3 separate regions of the Mus musculus genome follow, and all the other regions are linked to region 3. Evidence: chromatin contacts called from public HiChIP or PLAC-seq and promoter capture Hi-C data. All regions are on one chromosome and are shown on one strand. Each heading gives the region's core, a stretch centred on a gene start, on an enhancer-like site or on the middle of the called end of the contact. The rest is flanking DNA. Distances are from core to core; before and after follow the strand shown.

What was found. HiChIP or PLAC-seq counts read pairs in DNA pulled down with a chosen protein or histone mark. Capture Hi-C pulls out chosen DNA fragments and counts their contacts.
Region 1: a contact with region 3 is called in an H3K4me3 HiChIP or PLAC-seq map of forebrain, with 2.9 times the contacts expected there. The contact joins the enhancer-like site here to the promoter of Dusp3 in region 3. A contact is called at or near these places in 11 of 39 promoter capture datasets (3T3-L1-derived adipocytes, the C10 cell line, the HPC-7 cell line and 7 more), 3 of 15 datasets of contacts at CTCF or cohesin (embryonic stem cells, large pre-B cells and pro-B cells), 111 of 484 Hi-C or Micro-C datasets (the 3T3-L1 cell line, the AML12 cell line, B cells and 56 more), 21 of 115 datasets of contacts at active chromatin or transcription factors (the 230-238 cell line, acute myeloid leukemia, bone marrow-derived macrophages and 13 more) and 3 of 9 other capture datasets (adipose tissue, embryonic tail and pancreatic islet).
Region 2: a contact with region 3 is called in a promoter capture Hi-C map of pancreatic islet. The contact joins the promoter of Lsm12 here to the promoter of Dusp3 in region 3. A contact is called at or near these places in 3 of 39 promoter capture datasets (embryonic stem cells, erythroid cells and neural stem cells), 1 of 484 Hi-C or Micro-C datasets (embryonic stem cells), 3 of 115 datasets of contacts at active chromatin or transcription factors (bone marrow-derived macrophages, embryonic stem cells and trophoblast stem cells) and 3 of 9 other capture datasets (adipose tissue, liver and pancreatic islet).

Annotation. Positions count from the first base shown.
Region 1 is chr11:101,813,240-101,816,324 of GRCm38.p6, forward strand. No RefSeq gene overlaps it. Among named protein-coding and RNA genes, the nearest start is that of Gm39392, 29 kb to the left of the region's middle. Within about 2 kb of position 1,387, at least 48 of the 459 cell types and tissues checked have an H3K27ac peak or open chromatin away from gene starts, as enhancers often do. A contact at or near this core is called in the N1E-115 cell line, epiblasts, forebrain and 3 more, where this site is marked.
Region 2 is chr11:102,183,348-102,186,519 of GRCm38.p6, forward strand. It overlaps Lsm12 (LSM12 homolog), which reads right to left and starts at 1,909. Exons shown (of 5, transcript NM_172947.3): 1 at 1,736-1,909. The coding sequence starts at 1,859.
Region 3 is chr11:101,983,387-101,986,634 of GRCm38.p6, forward strand. Dusp3 (dual specificity phosphatase 3 (vaccinia virus phosphatase VH1-related)) reads right to left here and starts at 1,405. Exons shown (of 3, transcript NM_028207.3): 1 at 1,226-1,405. The coding sequence starts at 1,350.

The DNA of each region.
Region 1 (3,085 bases), core at 137-2,636, 170 kb before region 3:
GCTCCAGGGCATCTGATGGCTCTAGCCTCTACAGGCACCTGCATGTATGTGCACATACCCACACGCAAACATATATAATTAAGATAAGATAAAAATTTAATAATGTAATTAACAACAATAAAAACCTAGAGTCACTTAGCTGGTGGAGGAGAAGTGAACGCCCACTCGACCCAGAAGTCTCCCCTGTAGTGGAGTGTTGCCGCCACCAGGTGGCAGTGTTGGCAAGCACACTGCTTCTCTAGCAGCTGCCAGGCCGGAATAGGAAGAGTTTTATTCCAGTTTCAACTTTTATTTAGAATGGAGATACCTTAATAGACCATCTAATCCCACGTGTCTTCACCTCAGAAGATGGGCAGCCAGAGATGGGGAAGATCTCTGCCCAAGATCACAGCGTGTTGATAGCAGAGCTCTCTACCTTAACATCCCTAACCTCAGGCACTCAAGGAACGGTTTCCATATCAGCTCTGTCTCTCTGTCTCTCTGTCTCTCTGTCTCTCTGTCTCTCTGTCTCTCAGTCTCTCTCTCCCCCCTGTGTCTCATGCATCCTCCGGCCTCCACCTCCAAATTTGAGAATTACAGGAAAGCACTGCTATGCTTTCGCAGTGCTGGGGTACAAAGCCAGGGCTTCCTTCAGGCTAGTAAGCACTCTGCCAACTGAGCTATGCCCCCAGCCCTTTCTTTTCCTGCTTTTTATGGGACGGGCTTTCACTATTTAGACTGGAATTCACTGTATAGACCAGGTGGCCTCAAATTCACAGCAATCCTCCTGCCTCAGGCTTCATAGTGCTTGTGGAACATGTGAGCTACTACTTCAGGCTGGTGTTTTAAGACAAGAGTCTGCTATTCTTTTGTAGGATGGATGACAAGGGCCTCTATCACACAGTACTTGTGTAGAAGGTTCTTGGGCCTGTTCTTGGGCTCATTCGGTAAGGGTGCTTGCTGCCAAGCCTGACACCCGAGTTTGATCCCAGGGACCCACATAATGGAAGCAGAGAATTGGCTTCCGCAAGCTGTCCTGTGACCTCTTCAACTTCATTGGGATATGCGCCCTCCATCCACAGAATAAATTAAAATGTAATTTAAAAAAGAAGGCTCTGCGTGCAGCTTGGCGCCCTAACTTTTAATCCCAACAGGGTCATAATGTGTAGGCGATTATACCTAGTTCAGCGGGGACCACTGGGATCTAGAGGGAAGCACTTCACCTTGGGTTACACAGTATTTGCTGAGTCTGAGCGTTTTGCTCTTTGGGAGCTGGTGGGGTTGGGTAGGAGAAGACTGATGTGACCCACCTCCGTGGTTTGTAACCTCTGAAGGGTCCTTTGTCCTGCACGGGAGAGTAGTGCGGAACAGCAAGCTCTGCGCAGACTCCGAGCCTCCTCACCCGCTCCCCCCTACAGCAGCTCCCCATGAGTTCCTTTCCAGAGCACTCACTGAGTAGGTTGCTAGTGGAAATGTGGTTTTCAAATTTGGGAAATCTCCATTAAGTCCTTTTATTTAAGGAGGATGTCATTATCACGCCTCCCCGAGGACTATTACGGTTCTATTAGGCAAGGCCGCAGACTTCCTAGGTACTGTCTGGGGTCTGATTCCTGGGCAGGAAAATACGAGACAGGAAGAAGGGGGGCAGGGAGCTGGAGAGAGAAAACGGGATGCGGAGCGGGCAGGAGGGAGGAGAGGAGAGGGGTGAAGAATCAGAGACTGCAAGAGGGAGCCTGGAAGGCGAGAAGTAGAGCGCGCCCCCTAGTGGTGGAGGGAGCGCGGGGAATCCCGGGGCCAAGTGGCCATCTATCTGCTCCTCTTAAAGGCTCAAGATGAAACTGGAGAAATCTACCTGGATTCTGCCCTCTGCACAGTCAGGGAGGGGCTGCAGGGGAGTCCCCGTGCCCTCCAACTGCTGCCCACCGTCGGAGTCTTGGTTCAGATCTTGGAGGAGCCTTTAGGATGGATGGCCACCGACCAAGAAAGTGTTAACTAAGGAAGGCAGTTCTGCAAACCAGGCCGGGGCTCAGGGGCACTGGCCTTCCTGGCCGCTCTGAGACATCCTTTGCTCTTCTGGAGCTTCTGCGTGAGCTCCGGGGAGGCTTGGCACTAGCCTCTGCTCTGTGCTGTGCCCTTGGCACCTGGTAGGTGCTCAGGCCATGTTTGTGTTCCGACTGAGAGAGGTGGGGAAATGGTCCCTCTGACTCTTCTTGTCTCCTATACTCAGAGCTAAGTCATATGGTTTGAGTTGCTCTTAGCAAAGCTTGCTGACCCTCGATGTCTTCCGATTATCCTACTGAGGACTCCATCACCAGCCCACCCCACCCACCTCCTGGGTAGAGTTTAGGGAGGGTCAGGAACCGCATGGCAAGCAGCTGACACTCGTTTGACTAAATGGGAAAGAGGAAAATATATTTCCCCCTAGGGACCCGTGAGTTAGGGGTTACCAGCTCGGGCTGGAAGCATTCACCTCCAAGCAGGAAGAAGCATACTCTGGGCGAACATCCGGGCTGGACAATCCCCTGTTTGTGGGTCCCCAGGGTCTGGGCAACCTCATTCCACGATCCCCTGTCTGTTCAGAGCTGCCTTGGATCCTGAGCCTGAGGCGAGGACCCCCAACCCCACCCCACCCCCCCTTCGCACTCTCCTTGCCCTGTGAGAGCTAGCCTGGTGCCCCTGGGGTGCCCCTGCCTTGGAGCTCCTGTGCAGAAGTGATTAATGAGGCAGGATAAAACCTTTCTTCCCCAGCTGTGTCAACAAGCCCCTGTGGCCTTTCAGGCTTCGGGGATGGGGAAGCAGCCCGTTCCCTAGGTCTGTTCTCCCTTTACCCTGGGCTCCCTGTGATAGTTATGATTTTATGATGCCCACGACACTTGATGTTTGCTGACAGCGCTGAGAGGGGAGGAAGTGAAGTCCCTTTTTTTTTTTTTTTTTTTTTTTTTGCCTCTTCTCCTCTTAACTTCGTAAGCCACAGGATGACAAGGGACAATTGGTGCCCCGTGCCACCTTCTCTGTGAAGCTTTCCCGAGGGCACCTGGAAGGCTTTGTCCATTCACTCCCTCCTCTTGCAGGTCCTGCCAGCTGCGGGCATGTGGAAAGAGGCCGT
Region 2 (3,172 bases), core at 659-3,158, 200 kb after region 3:
CTGCCTAAATGCATAAGCAAAGGGTGTCAAATTTGTCAATGCCGTACGTATATAGCTAGAAATAGCCTTAACAGAGTTCCTATCACTTTCTCCATGCGTTGTATGGGAAGAAATGCAGTCTTGATGCCAGGTGCACTGTTTGTCTTAAACTTAAGAACCACACAGAAGCGCCAGTGCTGCCAGGTTTGGGTAGCACTAGAGTCTCCCTGAGTCTCAAGAGTGCTTCTCACTTATTCAGGTTTCACGTTCTTTCTTTTTTCAGTTTCTTTTTCACACTTTAAGTTTCCCATTTTTTTAGAGGCAAAAATACACCTTTGGGATGGAAACTACCCAAGATGAGACCTTATTCATTCATTCATCCATCCATCCATTCATTCATTTTCCAACCACTTACTAAGACCCTGCTGTTTGTCACATAAAAAGAGTAAGTCTTCCTTAAGACTCTTCCAGCCGGGCAGTGCACGCCTTTAATCCCAGCACTCGGGAGGCAGAGGCAGGCTGATTTCTGAGTTCGAGGCCAGCCTGGTCTACAAAGTGAGTTCCAGGATAGCCAGAGCTATACAAAGAAACACTATCTCGAAAAACCATAAAAAAAAAAAAACAAGAAAAGACTCTTCCAAGTAAGTCACCAAAGGAAGAGGTTTTAGGCCAAAGTATGTTCTCCTCTTTTTAAAATAACACACACACACAAAGAAATCGTTCTTGTTGTATGCCGTTTATGAAGAAATCTTTCTGAGCTGGAAATCAACAACTCACAATTAAAAGGCAGCAGAAGTTTCCATAAGAAACTTCATTTTAAAGACAGAGGCTACCTTCTAAAAATAATTCTAGTAAACCCACCTGTAGCTCAAATAAAGGGGGAGGCAGAGGTTCATTTATTTCAACCAGGAAGCGTTTTGTTTTCCAACAGTGAGTTGGTGAAGTAATTCATAAACCATTAGGGAACAGGGCCACTTCTTCCATGCAGTTTAACACTGGTACTTTGAAAAAGAGGGACGTTTCTATGGAATGTGTTGAACTGAACCGAAGGCCACACTGTCTGTCATACATAAACCCCTGAAAAACGTGGCAAGTCCTCTCTAGACCAGGCTTCTAATTCCAACACCTCCTAAGTAGCAGTTTTCAAATGCCTGAGAACCTTCAAAGTCAGCACACACAGTGACACCAAGCATACACCACCCCAGCAAAATTCGCCACCAGTTCAGATACAAACTCTGTTCCGCACTTCCCATCTCTAAACCGGCAAGGCCCATTAGACCACCATCCCACCACCGCCCTTTCTTGAATCAAATCTCATCAGCAGACAGTCCACTCGTAAAGTCCATACCCTTACCCTACTAGCAGTTCCTGACCCTACACACCCCTCCCGACTCCATCCGGGCTCCAATCTCCAGCCCTCTCCCCACCACGACCCCCTCCCCTCAATCACGGAGTCCCCTTAAGACATCGTCCCCTCCCGAAAAGACACCCGCGTGTCAAGCCCCGCTCCACCCACCAACCCTCAGTTGGGGCCCAGCTCCCACAAGGGGTGGGAGACAAGGGTCCCCAAAGTGGACCGAAAAGGCCCGCGGGAGGGGGATGGGAATCTCACGGCCATGCGCATGCGCCCGGGGCACCGCGGTAGCCGGTCGCCCCTAGGCCGGGAGAGGGCCCTAGCTGCCGCCGCCGTCCCCCGCCCCCCCACCACCGCACCTACACGCCGGCCCGGCCTCGGGGTCCACGCAGAGAAGGATACTTAGAGCCAGCATTTTGGACTGGTAGTCGAAGGCTACCACCTCGCCCTGCAGCCGCTGCTCCTGGCACGTCCGGCACGACACCTGGCTCCCAACGCTGAAGTACTCGCCCGGAGGTGCCGCCATCTTGGGAGAGCAGCCGCGGCCGGCGGCGGCGGCGGCAGCAGCGGGCGAAAGCCGGGCCCCCAGCAAGCGCCGCGACGCGACGCGCGAGGCGTGCTGACGTCATGCGCAGGGGCGTGGCCTGGCGCTGGGTGGGGCGGGAGCCTTAGGTAGAAGAGGAAATAAAAGAGGAATCTTGAATACAGTAAAAAATGTGCCGCTGCCGGTCTGCTCGGCCAAGTTCCTGCAAAGCTCTGTTGGAAGCTAAGGAAATAGATACATATAAAGGCTAAATGATTTACGTAGGACAAGATGGAGAAAGGGAAAGCAACTGGAGTCTCGCTGAAGCCCACACCTTACACAAAAACGTTTAATGAATGAACTCTATAAAATATTATCCTCATTTGCATACGAAGAACCAGAAGCTCACAAGAATTACCAGGACTCACTCAAAATGATTATAACCAATTATAAAGTAGTCGAACAAAATACATTAGCTGTAGGGCTAAGCAAATTAGAATCTGAGGCCATTTACCAAATACCGTAAGCAAATTAGCAAACTTATGTTTCTTCGGTGGGATCTAAATACTACTTAGTACTACTTAGTGAGCATCTGGCATCCCCTCAAGGAAGGAATCAATATCCTCATTTTACAGACAAAGAAAGGAAGTCTTAAAATTGTCAGGGTCACAAAACTGGCAAAGCCATGGTTTTGATTGTAACAAAGGTACTACTTACTGGTCTTTATCAGATAATAACGTTTGCCTCCTAAGGCAGTAAGGAGGCTTAAGTGAGGTAATGCATACATGCATGACATATAGGATCTAAGTAAATAATAGTAACCCTGTGATCTCAGAAAGCTCAGTAAAAGGAAGAACAGCTCTGGAATGTTGCTCAGTAACAGAGCACATATCCATTCTTACGGACATAGGGTTCAAATCTCAGCACTAGTAGAAACATACATACATACATACATGCATGCATACATACATACATATATACATACTTGGGAAAGGTGGGAAGTCCGGAACAGGGAATGGTAATAATGGCAAAGTCCAGTCCCAATGATATCCATTTGATATTACAATACTCACTAACCTTACAAAAGGAACTGTGCAGATGCACTTATAAACCTCCCAGCCCCAGCTGCCATCCTTCACCCACCCCTCCCCACAATATAAAAATCATCGGAGAAATGGATTGACCTTTCTCTAGTTTACAGAGAGGCATAGGGCCAGCTCTGGCACTGAGTGAGCCTGAACAAAGTTCAAAAATGTTTCCTTGTGCTCCAACAGGCAAAAACTTCCTTGTGTTGGAGGCATTGGTGCAATTGTTAT
Region 3 (3,248 bases), core at 155-2,654:
TAGGGAGGACTGGGAGAGGTTCCCTAAGACTATGCAGCGACTGAGCTGGAGGCTGACCCTGTGAGTCTGTTTAGCCACTTGCTCAGGAGCAAGAATGCACAGCCACGTTGACAGAATGCTGAAGAGCGCGTCCATATATCTCAGCTCTCTACCACCAATCCAACCGTCAGCAAATGCACCATGATGACCACCACCGTTCTGAAGAGTGAACACCATATGGTGTTTGACACATAGTAGGTGCTCCGTATGGAAATAAGCGATGCAGTACATGCAACCTGCCCCCAAGTGTCTGAGACTAATCATGTGAAACCCCTCTGGCTCTGCTGCAGGCTAGGCAGCAGGTCCTAGGTGCAGGACAGGAAACACACATGTAAGACATTGAAAGATCCTTACAGCCCCTCAGCCATCCCGGCCATCGCTTCCTAGTGTGCAAAAACAGAGCTTAGGACTTTAATAAATGGGGTCTTCACATTCATGAAAACCCAACGTGGATCTTCCTGCAATGTGGATCATGCCAACTTTTATCTTGGTGTTAATATTGGTTCTCTCCCACTGCTGAGAAATTCTTATTAATAACATGACTAAAGTTTTCTTTTTAAAATAAGAACACATACGAGCTCAATAATATACACATTTCCTAGTGGTGCAATTAGGAGGAATTTTCAGATGGCTCGGGTCTTTATCATTTTGTTTTTTTCCATCTAAGTCAAACTTTATCTGGAGAAGCCAGGAAAGCCTTGGCTCAGCTACTTCCTCTTCTAGGGTATTTTAGGGTATTTGGATTTCCTGACACGGACAGGAAAAGCTCCACACCCAGATTGTAACGTCATCCCGTTGCCATGGCAACGAAGGCAGACATTCCACGGTGACCTCACTGCAGAACTAGGCAGCTGTCACATGACGCGCGGCCAAGAGACAGCCCTGCCACCTGTTAAGAGAACGTGGTAGCCTTGACCCCGCCCAAGCCCAAGCCAGAGCTGGTAGAGGCTGAGGTCAGGCACTTTGGGGGTTGGGGGGCGTCTCTGGGCATGCGGAGTCCAGCTCCTCCGCTTCATGCGCGGGGAGTAGGCGTCGACTCCAGGCTGGTCCCCAGCACCCGCTCTTGCTCTCAGGTCGGCGACCGCGCCCAGGATCCACCCCCCCCCCATGGACCCCACTCCAGCCCCCAAGTAGTAGTCGGGGCCCGCTGGGAGCGGCTACGGGTTTGGCCCTCCCAGAGACTCACGCGTTGCCCACGTAGACCCTCGGGACGACCTCGTTGCAGGGCTGGCTCGGCAGGCTGTAGCAGCCGCTGCCATCCGAGAGCAGGTCGTTGAGATCTTGCACCGAGAGTTCGAACGAGCTGGACATGGCGGCGGCGGGGCGCTGCACGCCAGGGCAGGAGCGAACGAGGGGGAGAAGCCGGGTCAGCGGGGCGGGGCTGCCCAACCGGGAGCCGCCCCGTCCCGCCCCGGAGGCGGGCCCACTGGGTGCGGGAAGCTGCGGTCACGCTAGGCAGCGCAGAGGACACGCGCGACTGGCCAAGCGCCGCAGGACCCCGGGGCACGTTCCTGGCCGAGATGCCATCACTCCCGTGTCATCCGTACTCATTCACCCTGGCTAAGGCAGTGGAGCGCAGGCACTTCATTTACTGAACCCAATGCGGGACGCCTGGGTACACCTGGAGTCGCTCTTTCAGGATAATGGGTACCCCTGGGGTTTGCTGTGAACCCTTCTCGCTGCACACCAGCAGAGTGGGCATCCATTCATTCACCCCAAACACACACGTCAGAACACATCTTCCCAGCCCACGACTGCTGAACCAACAACCTGCCTACCCAGGAGATGGATCCTTACCCAAGGTTACAGGAAAGAGCCCTATTCTGGAACACTTCTTTTAATGTTTGATGTGAATCAGCATTGAACTTTTTAAAGGCTGAAGGTATAGGTCGCCAGGTTTGGCATCTGACCCTGGGGGACTACTTTAACCTTAGCCTGTGTGCTGGCGACTAAAAGGGAGGAAAGCAGTTTGAACAGCTATAATTTTGTGAGACCCGAAGTGTCTACGAATCTGTAACTTTTGAGTGTAAACACAATATAAATGGAGAATTCTCACACCTGACCTGTGACAGTCAAAACACAGGCACACTAAAAATTACTGTACAAAACTGTATTCAGGATATATTTATATGTGACGCATTAATGGATTTCATGTTTAGACTTGGATCCACTCACTACATATAGTATATATATTATATCGTAAAGTCTCAAACATTTCTGTCCCAAGCACTTCAGTAAAGAATATGCAACATCTAACTCCTAAGAATTGCTGGAGGGCTGGCAAGATGGCTCAGAGGGTTAAGAGCACTGACTGCTCTTCCGAAGGTCCTGGGTTCAAATCCCAGCAACCACATGGTGGCTCACAACCACCCGTAATGAGATCTGACGCCCTCTTCTGGTGCGTCTGAAGACAGCTATAGTGTACTTATGTATAATAATAAATCTTTGGGCCAGAGCGAGTGGAGTTGACCTAAGTGAGCGGGTCATCTGTACAGCTATAGTGTACTCACATACTTAAAGTAAATAAATCTTTTTTTTAAAAATTTGCTGGAAAGATTCCAGAAACATTCAAGGGGTTGCGGAGGTTCCTGGGCTGGCAAGGTGCCCAGCATGCACAAAAACCTTAGTTCAGTTCCCAGCGCGGAACATACAGGCGTAGCGGTTGCAGAAGCAATTGACAGATGTTGAGCACTCACTGGGGGCCTGCGCCCTGGGCTGTGGGCTCTGGGCTAGTGTGGGGGTAAATCTTCCTCCACAGGTTCCTTTACAGCTGTTCCTGGGGTAGCTGCCATCTCACTGTGAGCCACATGGTGTCAGTAGCGAGTTTCCACTGAGAGCAAAGAGCACAAAAAGCGTCTCTCCAGTTGCCAGGGAAAATGGCCCGGTCCCTAACGCCAAAGGGGCAAATACAGTCTCCCCAGTGTGTCTCCTATTAAGATTTGTTTTCTTTATGGTTTTGTTTGTTTTACTTCATACTTTCGTTTTTTGAGGTCGGGTCTCATGTAGCCCAGGCTGGCTTTGCAGTATATAACCAAGGATAACTTTGAATTCCATCTGCCTGCTTCCATTTCCCAAGTGCTGGTATTGCGAGCCTGTGGCACTGCTCTGGGTTACACTAACTACACTTTTGAGTGTTTCGCTTTCCCAGAAAAACTTATGGTTTCAGACCTTCAGGGAAACCTCGCAGGGAACTGTGACTTCTTAGCTCA